5 separate regions of the Mus musculus genome follow, and regions 2, 3, 4 and 5 are each linked to region 1. A link is a contact called in public Hi-C data. All regions are on one chromosome and are shown on one strand. Each heading gives the region's core, a stretch centred on a gene start, on an enhancer-like site or on the middle of the called end of the contact. The rest is flanking DNA. Distances are from core to core; before and after follow the strand shown. Region 1 overlaps Gm36203 (a long non-coding RNA gene). Region 2 overlaps Acoxl (acyl-Coenzyme A oxidase-like). Region 3 overlaps Acoxl (acyl-Coenzyme A oxidase-like). Region 4 overlaps Acoxl (acyl-Coenzyme A oxidase-like). Region 5 overlaps Acoxl (acyl-Coenzyme A oxidase-like).

Evidence for each region. A called contact is a pair of places that touch in the nucleus more often than the background predicts.
Region 2: a Hi-C map of bone marrow-derived macrophages shows a contact between it and region 1, with 23 read pairs. The contact joins two enhancer-like sites. A contact is called at or near these places in 1 of 39 promoter capture datasets (embryonic stem cells), 4 of 484 Hi-C or Micro-C datasets (CD8 T cells, bone marrow-derived macrophages, embryonic fibroblasts and 1 more), 1 of 115 datasets of contacts at active chromatin or transcription factors (fibro-adipogenic progenitors) and 1 of 9 other capture datasets (embryonic stem cells).
Region 3: a Hi-C map of bone marrow-derived macrophages shows a contact between it and region 1, with 25 read pairs. The contact joins two enhancer-like sites. A contact is called at or near these places in 3 of 15 datasets of contacts at CTCF or cohesin (embryonic stem cells and large pre-B cells), 5 of 484 Hi-C or Micro-C datasets (bone marrow-derived macrophages and embryonic stem cells), 5 of 115 datasets of contacts at active chromatin or transcription factors (T-cell acute lymphoblastic leukemia, embryonic basal ganglia, fibro-adipogenic progenitors and 2 more) and 1 of 9 other capture datasets (embryonic stem cells).
Region 4: a contact with region 1 is called in a Hi-C map of bone marrow-derived macrophages, with 28 read pairs. The contact joins two enhancer-like sites. A contact is called at or near these places in 1 of 39 promoter capture datasets (embryonic stem cells), 4 of 484 Hi-C or Micro-C datasets (B cells, the BV-2 cell line, bone marrow-derived macrophages and 1 more), 4 of 115 datasets of contacts at active chromatin or transcription factors (embryonic stem cells, fibro-adipogenic progenitors, large pre-B cells and 1 more) and 1 of 9 other capture datasets (embryonic stem cells).
Region 5: a Hi-C map of bone marrow-derived macrophages shows a contact between it and region 1, with 29 read pairs. The contact joins two enhancer-like sites. A contact is called at or near these places in 1 of 39 promoter capture datasets (embryonic stem cells), 1 of 15 datasets of contacts at CTCF or cohesin (pro-B cells) and 1 of 484 Hi-C or Micro-C datasets (bone marrow-derived macrophages).

The regions. Positions count from the first base shown.
Region 1 is chr2:128,572,078-128,574,777 of GRCm38.p6, reverse strand. It overlaps Gm36203 (a long non-coding RNA gene), which reads left to right. Exons shown (of 9, transcript XR_866725.3): 7 at 152-297. Among named protein-coding and RNA genes, the nearest start is that of Gm36203, 18 kb to the left of the region's middle. Within about 2 kb of position 1,342, at least 34 of the 459 cell types and tissues checked have an H3K27ac peak or open chromatin away from gene starts, as enhancers often do. A contact at or near this core is called in bone marrow-derived macrophages, where this site is marked.
Region 2 is chr2:127,982,173-127,984,872 of GRCm38.p6, reverse strand. All of the region lies in intron 11 of Acoxl (acyl-Coenzyme A oxidase-like), which reads right to left. Among named protein-coding and RNA genes, the nearest start is that of Acoxl, 130 kb to the right of the region's middle. Within about 2 kb of position 1,407, at least 2 of the 459 cell types and tissues checked have an H3K27ac peak or open chromatin away from gene starts, as enhancers often do. A contact at or near this core is called in bone marrow-derived macrophages, where this site is marked.
Region 3 is chr2:127,927,667-127,930,366 of GRCm38.p6, reverse strand. The region is part of intron 9 of Acoxl (acyl-Coenzyme A oxidase-like); the gene reads right to left. Among named protein-coding and RNA genes, the nearest start is that of Acoxl, 74 kb to the right of the region's middle. Within about 2 kb of position 1,361, at least 33 of the 459 cell types and tissues checked have an H3K27ac peak or open chromatin away from gene starts, as enhancers often do. A contact at or near this core is called in bone marrow-derived macrophages, where this site is marked.
Region 4 is chr2:128,007,648-128,010,347 of GRCm38.p6, reverse strand. It overlaps Acoxl (acyl-Coenzyme A oxidase-like), which reads right to left. Exons shown (of 18, transcript NM_028765.3): 12 at 182-271. Among named protein-coding and RNA genes, the nearest start is that of Bcl2l11, 120 kb to the left of the region's middle. Within about 2 kb of position 1,442, at least 89 of the 459 cell types and tissues checked have an H3K27ac peak or open chromatin away from gene starts, as enhancers often do. A contact at or near this core is called in bone marrow-derived macrophages, where this site is marked.
Region 5 is chr2:127,961,006-127,963,705 of GRCm38.p6, reverse strand. All of the region lies in intron 9 of Acoxl (acyl-Coenzyme A oxidase-like), which reads right to left. Among named protein-coding and RNA genes, the nearest start is that of Acoxl, 110 kb to the right of the region's middle. Within about 2 kb of position 1,420, at least 52 of the 459 cell types and tissues checked have an H3K27ac peak or open chromatin away from gene starts, as enhancers often do. A contact at or near this core is called in bone marrow-derived macrophages, where this site is marked.

The DNA.
Region 1 (2,700 bases), core at 93-2,592:
TCAGTCCCTGCTTGCTCCGGCCCAAAGATTTATTTATAGAACTCAGAACCTTCAGAAGAGCAGTCAGTGCTCTTACCTGCTGAGCCATCTCCCCAGCCCTTTCCTCTAAATTTCAACTGTGGGTCTAAAACTGATTTTTTTTTTAATCAAGCCATATATGTCCACGGATGTACTCCTGTCTCACCTGGTCACGCTTGGAAATTTTACACATTTGCATATTTGCACTGTTGCTTGAATGACTATGAGGGACTCCAGAGCATAAAGATCTTCAGTGGTGGCAAATTTTCAGGATGTAAGGTTTGTTTTGTTTTGTTTGGAGAAATAGCCATGTGTTTGTTGATATGAACTGAAGGTAAGTAATGAGGACACAGCCACCTGCTACACTCACTGTGGGAGGTCTGGAAAGCGGTGACCTTGCCAGAGTGAACCTGGACAGAAGCATTAGCTGCTATTTTCTGTAGGACTTTTTTTTTTAAAAAGAAAATTATTTATTTTATTTTGCGTGCATTGGTATTTTGCCTTGGTATTTTGCCTGCATGCATGTCTATGTGAGGGTATCAGACTATCTGGAACTCCAGACCGTGGTTGGAAGATTGGTTGTATGTGGGTGTCGGAAACTGAACCCAGATCCTCTGGAAGAGCGACTGGTGGTCTTAACTGCTGAGTCATCTCTCTGACTCTTAAGCTGGCTCTTCTGGATTCTTTAGAGCACACTAGACATCTTTACAATGGTGTGTTTGATTTGAAAAAAAAATGGAGAAGCAGGGACAGGAGAGATGGCTCAGCATTAAGAGCACTGGTTGCTCTTCCTAAGTTCCCAGCACCTGTATGGCAGCTCACAACAGCCTGTACTCCAGTTCCAGGGGATCTGACACTGCCTTTTGGACTCCTTGGACACTGTATGCATGTGATAAACATATGAAAATCAAGCAGAACTCATAAAGTAACAAAATTAAATTTAAAATGGAGAGAGAAGATAGTAATTTCACTGTAGGCCTTCTTTCCAATATATTATTCATGGTGCTTCTGATCCCTTGTCATATCAGAAGGACACTTCCGTTCTCCAGTTTTCCAACCTCTAAAATGAGAACAATGGAGCTTACCTCATGCACTGTTTCTAAGAGTTGAGGGAGATGCTAAATGAAAGTTGTCAGCAATAGTGGGGTAGACTCCACTTAACCCAACATCTGAGTATATACTCTGTGATATAACGCTAAAATATATGATTCAGTGTGTGTGTGCGTGTGTGTGCGCGCGTGCGTGTGTGAGCAAGCCCATATAGTGTGTCCTCCTATATTGAATTTTCTAGCTCTCTCTCCTTGGCAAGTAGAGGCATTTGGCAAGTGATACTACCATTGGCCAGTAGGTGGCAGAAGCTGTCCGTCATGGACACTAGTTTGGTTCCAGTCTCAGAAAGGGAAGATCTTTCCCTAATCTAGCCAGGGCTTTATGGCAATGCTTAATCACATGGCAAGGAACATGCAATAACTACTGGTATTTCTGTAAACACACATGCTAAGAAGCAGCTGCTAGCTAGGGAGGAGGGAACATTCAGTCAGAGGTCTCCTGAGGACAATCTATATAAGGAAAGCCCTATGAGGGTTTTGTTTTTGTTTGTTTTTTTAAATCCATCAGCCAGTCAACCTTCCTGACTCATTGAAAGAAACATCTATAATCCAGAAGACAGTGATAATACATGTTGTGGATTATAGTGTGGTTGACGGCTGCCTGTCTCCTCCACTCCCCTCACGGCTCCAATCCTGGTGTCAAGATCACCTACAGAGTGTGCCTGCAGGATTCGGTGCCTTCCGCACTGTTGCATGTGCTTGCTTCTTCTCTTGTCCTGGCAACTTGCCGGAGTTAGGCCTTTCTCGAGAGGAAAGTTTATTTGAACTTCATTCTACCATTACTAAAATTGGCACCAAATAGATCTGTAGCTGAAGACACATCTCAGCCAAACAAAAAGTGGAATCTGCCGAACACTGGGCAACAAAGGATTCAGTGCGTGCAGAAACTTTGCACAACAATTGTTAACGGTGGGAAAATACACAAGAGTATGACACTCATCATCTCAGGGTTATTTATCTGTATACAGGGCCCTGCAGTGTAGCCCAGGCTGAACTCCAGTTTGTAATCTCTAAAGCCCTGGGATTGCAAGCATTCCACCAATCCCAGATACCTTCACCACTCAAAGGTATTTAGTTGAGTAGTGCTAAGTACTCTCACATAATACAGAACTGTAGCTTACATCCATTACACTATTTGGTAAACACCAGAGGTGCCTTCAACAGCCACCAACAACTACCATCCAGATCTCTATCTCTAGGAACATGACTATTCCAAGTGCCCCATATAAATGGAATCATAGAGTACTGGTCATTTTATGATGGGACTTTTTATGTATTATGTATTACATATGATGTATTATACATTCTTGTTTTCTCTATATGTTTATTTTTAAAAATAATTTTTTATTGTTTTATTTATGTGTCTATGTGTACATATATGCATGCGAATGTGTGTGTGTTTGTGTATATGTGTGTATGTATATATGTATATTCCCATGGAGGTCACAAAAGGTTGTTGGATCCCTGGAGCTGGAGCTACAGGTGGCTGTGGGTCTGTGGAATTGAACTCCTCTGCAAGAAGAGCAAGTTCTCTCATCTCTGGGCCTCTCCAGCCCCTGAGACGATTAATGTT
Region 2 (2,700 bases), core at 158-2,657, 590 kb after region 1:
AGCACTTCCCATGGGCCAAACATCTTCAAACCACCATAGTTGGTTAGTTAAATTATGTTACACATACATCATAAATGTTACCAGACACTAACACTGCTGCATACGTGAAATCTGAAGTATTGTCCTTACTGCCTCAGGGGCAAGAACTTATAAAACTTTAAACACACCAGTGCATAGAAAGAATGTGGCTTAGAAACGTGTCATTGCTTAGAAGCACAGGTGTAGCATCTATTTCCTTCCTTCTCTGTGCTTTTCTTATTTTCAAAAAACATCTACAGTGGGTATATACAGAAAGGATGCATTGCTTTTGCAATTGGGAAAAGAAACATAATGCATGTGGTTTTAAAATTGCTTCACTGAAGGGGGTGGGGATCCATCCCATATACAGTCACCAAACCCATACCCCTATAGTGGATACCAACAAGTGCTTGCTGTCAGGAGCCTGATATAGCTGTCTCCTGAGAGGCTCCACCAGTGCCTGACAAATATAGAGATGGATGCTCTCAGCCAACCATTGGATTGAGCACAGGGTCCCCAATGGTGGAGCTAGAGAAAGGAACCAAGGAGCTGAAGGGGTTTTCCCCATAGGAAGAACAACAATATGAACCAATCAGATTCCCCCAGAGCTCCCAGGGACCAAACCACCAACCAAAGAGAACACATGAAGGGACCTATGGCTCTAGCCGCATATGTAGCAGAGGATGGCCTGTGGAGCATCAATGGGAGAAGAGACCCTTGGTCCTGTGCCAGCTCAATGCCCCAGTGTAGGGGAATGCCAGGATCAGGAAGTGGGAGTGGGTGGGTTGGTGAGCAGGGGGAGGGGGAGGAAAGGATAAGGGTTTTTTGGAGGGGAAACAAGGAAATGGGATAACATTTGAAATGTAAATAAAGAAAAAATATATAAAAAAAATTGTTGGGGCTGGTGAGATGGCTCAGCGTGTAAAAGCACCCAACTGCTCTTCTGAAGGTCCTGAGTTCAAATCCCAGCAACCACATGGTGGCTCACAACCATCCATAAGGAGATCTGACTCCCTCTTCTGGAATGTCTGAAGACAGCTACAGTGTACCTACATATAATAAATAAATAAATCTTTAAAAAAAATTGTTTCACTGAGGAAATAACATGCCCTCCCTAGATAACACTCATGCTGAGTACTAGTGCCAGACATGAAAGCCAGAAGTTAAGAGGAGTGCCTCAAAGGTTAGGAGGATTGCTGGTGATAAGAGAGAAGCAGCAAAGATTATTGCCAGAACGGTTCCTATCTTAGCACACTATGTAATTTTTCAAGTTTCCTGCTCCCATACTAGACATGACATCACATTTGTCATCCCCTCAAAGGAGCTGCCAGTGGGGCACTCGTGCTTTGGATATGACTGACATACGGCCAAGGCTGGCAACTTCTCCATAAAAAGTCATGATGACTCAGTCAGTAAATGTCTGCTGTCCAAGCATGAGAACCTAACTTTAGATCCCCATCACCCATGCAGAAAGCTGCGGGTGGTGAATGCCCCTGTGATTCCAGCCCTGGAGAGGCAAGTAGATTTCTGGAGTTTACTGACCAGCCTGTCTACCAAATCAGTGATCTCCATATTCAGAGAAAGACCTAGTCTCCAGAAATAAGGTGGGACAAACGTGGGTGGCAGGACATAGAGAAATGAAGCTGGAACTTAACTGGAAGCCCCCTTTCTCCTGGCTAGCATGCCTCCTGCTGGCTAGAAGGTGCTAGAAGCTGCCAGAGGAGAAAAGTTGAAGCCATAATTCCAACCCGCCATGCCAAGTGCAATCCCTGGAACAATAGGGGCATGACTGTTACAGGAGTAAATGACAGATACCTGAATAGACTTAAGGCCAAAGAAGAGAATTCATGATTGGTACTTTAAACCTGTTTAGAAAGTCATGGCTAGAAGGTCATAGGCCCTGGGGTGGGGACGGGAGGACTCACTGCTGCTGTTTTCATAAGTTGACATCACATAATACTATCTTCTAAATATTTACATTTATATGCATAGATATATACCACCCTAAGCCTGGATCAGAGAAGCTTCTCTTTGCAGTGAAAGAGATACATGGCTGTTCTAGCTATGACTGATGAGCATGCAGCCCTAAATATTTATATCATGTATCCAGGCTCAGGGATTATCCAGAAGAGGTGGGAGAAAGAGTATAAGAGCCAAATGTTGGAGAGAAGAGCTACAAAACACTGTTTTCTGAGTGTGACAGAGAATTCATGAACGCACCGCAGCAGAGATCCCCTGCACTGGGCCTGAACAAAGCTGGGTTTTTTAGCAGTCATCCATGGATGGGAAGGACTCAGAGGGTCTCCCCCTCCCTGGGGAAACTATTGGCTGTTGATGGGTGTTGGGGAAGAAGAAATCATGGCCTTCAGTTGTATACCTTCTGGGCTCTAAAGGATAGTTCTGCAACCACAGTTTTACAGGTAGCCTTGCTTAAACTCAGTGGGTCACAAAACAAAACAAAAGATACAAAGGTAGAAAAGGGGTTTGTAGGAAAGAGGCAGAATGGACAGTAATGGACGGGAGACAGAAGACAGCAAGGGTAAGAATAATTAGATGTATCATAGCCATCAAAAGTGTCAAAAGGAAATTTAACTCATTAACAAAAGGTGATTGAGGAAGGCAGCCAACATCAACCACTGGCTTCTACATGCACACACACGAACAAGCACACACACTCCAAAA
Region 3 (2,700 bases), core at 112-2,611, 640 kb after region 1:
GGATTAGTGACATCAGAGAGATGAGAAGGGAGCTCCTGCTGTCTTCACAAAGAAGGCATTTAACCGTGTTTTGAAATTCCTATCAACTATTCAGTGTGAACTGAAAAGTTTACCATTTACTAATATAGCCAAGGTTAGATTTCTGAGAGTCTCTGTTCCAGGTCAAGAAACAAAATGTAGGTGAGGGGGGGAAATGGGAGTTTTGAACAAGTACAGTCATGAAAACAGCCAGAGGGAATCTCCCCTTTTGTTCCTTCCAGAATTCAGCTAACCACACTGGCACCTTAAACTTCTGCCGCAAAGGGCAAGGACACACCATCTCCCATTAGTGTGGGGGTTTTTTGTGGAGTTCATTTTTAAGTCACTCTTGCCAAACCACATCAGTCAAGGTATATTTTTCTTACTTTTGCCAGAGAGGGAGTTTCTTGGACACCTTTTCTACCATGGTCCATTACAGGGCATAAGAGCGTACTGATGCCCTTCTCTACACAGCCATCGAGGAAACTAGGGACAGTGAGCCAGGGCTGAGTCAAGGTGAGGCTCAGAGCTGTCACTCTGAAAAGGTCCAGGTGACTAAGGTAATACAAAGATGTCTTGGCTTCTGAATGCAGGTGAGGTTGCCAGGGACCTTTCTCCAGACCTATCTATGCAGCATGGCTGTTCAGATGTAACTGCACACGTGAACATGTGAATATGCATACACACGCGCACACATACACACACAGAGAGAGAATCAGAGAATCAGAGAATGAAGTGTGAGACTGATACTATTGTAACAGAGAAACATCCCCTAATCCCAGTGACAACTCATGTCACACACTCAGGAAAAATAAGGAAGACATCCTTTAATAACAAAGCATATGTCCAGTTTTGTCTAGTGCTCCAAAAGAAACAAGCCTCCATAAAAATTGCTCTAGGTCTAGGGTTATAACATTGTAGTCATGCCCTTTGGTATGGGGTAGGGCCTAACGGTCAGCTGTGGGACAGGGGTGTTTCTTTGCAGTATGGGAATTGGTCTACTTGGTGGCAATGAAGAGCCAAACATGAGCTGAAACATTTCCCCAGCAATCTAAACTTTATGTTAAAGGTACACATCTTCCATAGTTTTTAAACAAGTCTGGTCAGTATGTTACTGATCCTTGGGTACTCCTTTAGCAACATTTCATTTTGGGTGCCTTACTATTTCCTAACCAAGGTTAGCCGACCATTTATTTATAGCATTAGCTTGGCCTGTTGTTTCCACTTCCTCCTAGATCCCTGCAAGGAAACAAATGGGGAATAAAAGAAAGATGATGGGAGGGGCCAGTGGGAGGGGACTGCAGCTGAGTATGGGGTAGCATCTGTGTGGCTGGGGAGAGGGAGGAACCAACTTCCTAAGGATCCATCACTGCCTTCTCTCCTGCCTGTTGGTGAAAGCCTGGGGTACCTCGGGAGGCGTAGCAGGTCTTCACCGGTCAGACACCTTAGAAGCCATTCCTAGATGTCACATAAGCCTGATGAACCCCTTAACCTTGGGCTCCCCTGGAATGCCAAGTCCAAATAAGACCTCCTCCCTTCCACCCCAGCATTCTGATTGCACAGCACCCTACAAGAAGATCCCGGGAGCTGGGAAGGGCATCGGTTTGCATGACCAGGGGAGCTCTAGCAGGCAACAGTAGCTGTGCCCCTGCCGGCTCCCTGGGGGCCAGGTGGGTTTTCCTCTTCTCCTTCCTCCTGGTGTGATCCAGGCCCAGTAAGTCTCCCTTTCATTGTGTCCTGACAAATAGATGGTGTGTGTTTTCTTTTCGCATTCTTTTTAATGGCCTGGACTATCCTCCAGTGCCCCAGCTGTGCATGTCAAACAAAATGTATTGGGGTCAGGCGGATTCTCACACCACACTGAACTGCACACCGTGCAAACAAAAAGCACTCATTTCACTACATTGTACATGCTCGAGAACGCTATACTAAGGGACTGGTGTAATTACTGCACTAGCCACTGGACTGGGCACAGGCTACAGCAATCTCTCTCTCTCTCTCTCTCTCTCTCTCTGTCTCTCTCTCTCTCAATTTTCAAATATAGTTATACAAAGTGTCCCTGTATCTAAACGTCCTATGCAAATACAAACATCTTACAAAGCGCACACAGATAAAATCAGCCCAGGTTGATGTACCCTGAGCAGGGAGCTCTGTGCCGTGTGACCTTTAGAGACAAGACAGAGCACATGTAGAGAAATGGAGATTTTTTTTTTATGTTATAAACAAAGGTGCAACCCCACAGAGAGTGTGTGTGAACTCTCTTCAAAGAAGGGCACACTTTAAACCTGGAGGAAAATAAGAAGGCAAGCTTCCTGTTTCAGGAAGAGGAAGAGGAAGCTTTCAAACGTGTAACAAGGCAGGTGGCCTCAGGAAACTGAGAAAAGGGTGCGTGGAAATATACTCTGATTGCCGCTGTGGCATTTTAAAGAAACAACATTTGTGTTTTGTTCCATAACTAAGTGAAAATCAGCCGAAGCTTTGGGGAAAGTCCGCTTGTTTGAAGCAAGGCCACCGCGGCTTGCTGCCTCTGGCTTTTGCTCTGCAGGCAACCAGCTCATTCTGCAGCCTGCTGGAGCAAAGACCCACACAGCTGAGGACAGATGTGGCTACAATGCCTCGGGAAACCGCCACAGGCTCACACACCTGCAGGTGACATCACCGCTCTATCTTACCCCAGAAATC
Region 4 (2,700 bases), core at 193-2,692, 560 kb after region 1:
AAGATGACCTAAAAGACAAATACCCCAATCCCCTGTTCAACTGCCTAACAGGAAAACACCTGCCAATTAAATGAAGGTATCAGATAAAGATAAAATGTACAAAACACTTCAGATTTTTTGGATAATTCTTGGTCTTGAAAAGTGTGCTGTTTAAAATGAATAACTGTGTCCTAACCCTTACCTGAAGCATGACCACATTGTCACCTTCAAAGGTTACAAACACATCTGTGTCACATTTCAGGTCTGAGATTCTGGTTTCCATCATGTAACCCTGTTGCAGAGGAAGAGGAGGAGAGAAGGGAGAGAAAGAAGAAAAAAGTGTTTTAATTTGCAATGACATCATTACATGGGAAAATTAGTTCCCTTAAAATTAAAAGCACAGATCATTGAAGAGGAAAAAAGTAACAATGTATCTCTTACTCAGAATAATTTCAATATATCACATTATATCATATTATCAATATATCACATTAGCTTTGAGGTCACACATACAATTTTGGGTATTGTCTTCATTGTTGATAAAACATTGACAAATGGTTATTTCATTTTTAACCAAAAGATTTCAACTAATCACACCAATATGCTTTGTTTTCAAACTCTTCAGAATTCTACTAGTGGCTTACTCCTGCAAGAGAACAATGCCTCCCTCCACCCTGAACCACCCCCCCCCCCAAACGCTGAAGAGTACTGGAAGGCAGGTTAAAAATTCTACATTGACCAACTGCTCTGCTCTGTCAACTCACACTTTCTAGCTTCCTCCTCCTGTCTTTCCCTGCCTCCTTCCTTCTCTTCCTTTCCCTCCTCTCCTCCCTTCCCTTCCTCCTCTTCCTCCACTTCCTCTTCCTCTTTTTCACTTCTTAAAATCCTATTTCTAAGGTAGCAATTCACAGTTACCTAAGTGCTGTCAGTCTCCTCCCATAAAGAACTGGCCCTGGAGCACGTAGGTTCAGGTCCAGGCCAACGTGAGTGGAGTGTGGCATATCTCTGGCCTGGGAACTTTTCTCCTGCCAAGGCCTCTCTGCCGCTCCTCTGTCCTGCTTCCCTTTTTCATCTGGTTTGTTTCCTTTCTCACATTTCTCATTTCCTCTTTTTTTTTTTTTTTAAATTTCAGATTTCTGGCTTATCTGGATTCCCCCTTATTTATCTTACATCCTCACTTCCCCTTTCCCATCCTCCATACTGGCCATACCCACCGTACAGGATAACCCCCTTTCTCATTTCTCAGTTCTCACTTCCCTTTTCCCATGGCTCACACCTGGCTTCCTTGCCTCCCCCATAGCTTTAACATTTCTCACTTCCCGTCTCCCACCCACCGCACCCGCCCTAAGCGATGTACCAAATTTCCCCTCAGTTCTCACTTCCCTTTTCCCACCCGCTGTACCCTGAGTGTCCGCTGTACCGGATCACCCCTCTCTCAGTTCTCACTTCTCACTTCCCTTTTCCCACCCGCTGTACCCTCTGTATCCGCTGTACTCTGAGTGTCCACTGTACCGGATCTCCCCCTCTCTCAGTTCTCACTTCCCTTTTCCCATGGCTCACACCCAGATTTCTCTTCACCCTCAGACGCTTTACATTTCTCACTTCCTTTTTTGTATAAGTCAAAATTCCCACTTGTCTGGGTTCCCCTATCTGTTCATTTACTTTACAACGCCCCAGCACACACACACTCTTGTATCGTTTCCTCTTCCCCTTTATTTCAAGAGTCTTGTTTCCTGTTTTTCTCCTTTTCTCACCTCTCTTATTTGATTCCTCCCTTTCCTTTCTTACTTCCTTTTTTTTTCTTTTTTTTAATTTCAATTTCCTTCCTTTTAAAATTTGTTTGGTGTGTGTGTGTGTGTGTGTGTGTGTGTGTGTGTGTGTATACACCACAGCAGGTGTCCACAGAAGCCAGAAGAGACTAGATCCCATGGAGCTGGAGTTGCAGGCAGCTGTGAGGCACCCAACATGGGTGCTGAGAACCGGAGCTGTACCCTCTTCAAGAACAATGTGCTGAACAGTGAGCCACCACCCCAGCCCTAAAAACATTAACCAAACCAAACAACTCCCTACCCTCAGTGGGACTTCATTCTTTCTTTCTTAAAAATGCATTTACTTTTATTTTATGTATATGACTGCTTAGCCTGAATGTCCCCATGTGCACCATATGCATGCCTGGTACCAAGGGAAGCCAGAAGAGGGCATTGGATCCCCTTGAACTGGAGTTACAGGCAGTTATAAGCCACCATGTGAGTTCTGGGAACCAAATTCCAGTCCTCTACAAGAGCAGCAAATGCTCTTAACCACTGTGCCATCCCTCCAGTCCTTTAAACACACTTCTAAAATTGGCAGATAGCATATGATTTTATCATGTACAACTTATTCTTAAGTATATACACACAGAGATACAACAATGCTAATTAACAAACACACCACCTCACGTGGTTATTACTCCCATGGTAAAACCATATAACACCCACACTCTTTACATTTTTGAAGAATACAATGTATCATTATTAACTAATCTCTTAAAAATTCACTTCCTTTTTCTAGCTCTAATTCTATACCTTTAACCAATGTTGTGGTTCAGTACGTCAGCAGGCTCTTGGTCTGTGGGTTTGGCTGGGGAGAGGGGGCCTTCTACAAGGATTTCAGTGTTACAGCTCTTTTAGACAGAATTTATTGAAATGGCTTGCACATATATTTTACTTGGGGTGAATAAGG
Region 5 (2,700 bases), core at 171-2,670, 610 kb after region 1:
GCTGCCTTTGGGACCCCAAGTGCCAGAGCCATGGTATACCTGCCAAGGAAACCTGTTAACAGGACGTGGAACCAGACTGAGAAAAAGAAATGTGTTGCTGTCAACAAAGCTGAAAGGAGTTGGAGATCTGATGCAGAGGCTGGAGTTTGTCCAGCTGGTTTTGGTCTTGCTTTGGTCCAGAAGTTCCCTACTATGCTCTCTTCCATATCTTTTGAAACAGTAATGTATATCCTGTGCTATTATATGTTGGAAGTATGTGATCTGGTAAAGTGTGCAATTTTGATTTTAAAGGATTACAGTTAAGAGATTGCATGAATCTCAGAAGAGGCTTTGAACTTTGGAGTTTTAAACATTGTTGAGACTGTGATAGGCTATGGGAACTTTTGAAGATGGACTAAATGCATTTTGCATTATGTTATGGCTACAAGCTTATGGGGGCTAGAAGCTGGAATGGTAGTTTGAATAGTGTGGTTCTTTAAATGTAATTGGCCCCCATAGGCCCATAGGGAGTGGGTACTATTAGGAGGCATGGCCTTGTTGGAGTAAGTGTGGTATTCCTGGAGGAAGTGTGTCACTGTTGGGGTGAGCTTTAAGGTCTCCTATGCTCAAGCTATGCCCAGTGTGGCTCACAGTCTCTCTCTGCTGCCTTCACATCAAAATGTAGAACTCTCAGCTCCCTGCAGCACCATGCCTGCCCGCATGCTGCCGTGTTTCCGGCCATGCCAATAATGGACTGGATCTCTGAAACTGTAGGCCAGCACCAATTAAATGTTTGCCTTTATTCAAGTTGCTATGTTCATGGTGTCTCTACAAAGACCCAAACTAAGACAAATTGGCAAGGTCCCCATCAACTCATGTGTTTGCATGGTTAGCTCATAGGGAGTGACACTATCAGGAGGTGTGGCCTTGTCGGAGTAGGTCTTGCCTTGAAGGAAGTATGTTACTGTGAGAGTGGGCTTTGAGATTTCCTATGCTCAAGCTACACTCAGTGTGGAAGACAGTATCCTGCTGCTGCCTGTGGATCAAGATGCAGAATTCTCAGCTCCTCTAGCACCGTGTCTGCCTGCACACTGCCATGCTTCCTGCCATGATAATGGACTAAACCTCTGAAACTATCAGCCAGCCTCAATTAATTTTTTTTAATAAGAGTTGCATGGTCATGATGTCACAGCAATAAAACCCTAACTAAGACACATCCCCCTCCCCAACTGAGACTTTTCTGATATTTCTCCCTCTCTCTAACATATCCCTTCCAAAACCCAAACAGAAACAAACCAATAAAAGCAAAGTTGCTTCTCCCTAGAATGCCCTCAGTAATCTTCCTGTGATCCCTCCAGTGCCAATGTCTCTCCCTTGCAGCCTGACACTGCATGTGTCTCTACTAACTGACTGCTCCTGATGCTTCTCCACTGGAGCCTTGCTTGATCCTGGAGTGTTTGCCCCGCCTCCCAGGGTGAGCTCATTCCTAAAGATAGCAAATGATGTCCCCATGACAACATCTTCCAAATGCAAGCTAACAAATTCAGAGGCCCCAATACCTCCTTCACGAGGCTATCACAATGTAGGCCACTGTTACCCTGCACAGGTCACCCCAGGTGACACCAAGGTAGTGTCAGACCAAGGAGAGCCCCCTGCCAATATCAGAAGCCTCCCAAAGCATCCAACGAGTCATTCCTAATCTGCTTAGCCTGCTTAGCCTGCTTAGTCCATGCTTTCTGCTGGCACCCTCTACCTCCCGACTGATGCTAGTGTTTTGTGTTGTTTTTCTGGAATGTCTGCTTATTAATAGTTGTTACAGAGAAATAACTTTGACAAGGGAACATGGGTAGTCAGTTAGGATAGAAATTAATGAGAAGAATGAGAGAGGAGAAGAGAGGAACCCACCTCATGCCAACAGCCATACCCTGACTTTCTTCTATGAGAACAGAAAAAAAAAAAAACCCCAAATCAGTGGATGAGCAGAAAGCAGGGTCCACAACTCCTTCCCTCTGGCCTCAGATGCTGACAGTCCCAAAGCACCAAAAGGGAGTTTCCACTGGCTTCTGACCTGTCTGATGTTCTATCTGGCTGTAGAGGTGGGAAATGTGACAATAAAGATTAATGGCTTTTGTGCTCAGAGATGCTACCAGAGGTCAGCCCTAAGACTGCCACCATTATCCCCAAGCTTGTTGTCTGGCTGCAAGAGAGGCAGCAGAGACAGGGGATATCAAGACACTGGTCAGAGAAGTCATAGCCCACATGGCAACCTTGACTGGCTATTCTGCACTCAGCATCATGTTTATGGACCCAGTCGGGCACACTGAAGGCTCCTTCCCTGGTTGCCAGCATCCTGGCATGCTGCCCTGAACACAGCTCACAGGGCTGTAATCCCTGCAGCTGGCCAGCAATTACTGCCTGCCAGACGTTTTTATTGTTCCAGAATATGATCTATATGGACACAATATTCTTCCTGTCTTTCCTCCACTGGGTTACTATTTTTTGTTAAAAATACATGTAAAGGGTATATTTTTCTCTATAAAAACAATTCTCATTTCAGCACTCCCTCCAAAGAAAAAGAATCCAAGTCACTTAGCTTTCTCATGATCTTTAAAAAAAAAACAAAAACAAAGAGCCGAGTATGTATGCACGCTGATATCCACGTGAAAATCAATCCAGGGCTCAGAGAGAACTGCGAATGATGCCATTTAAGATTATAGATCT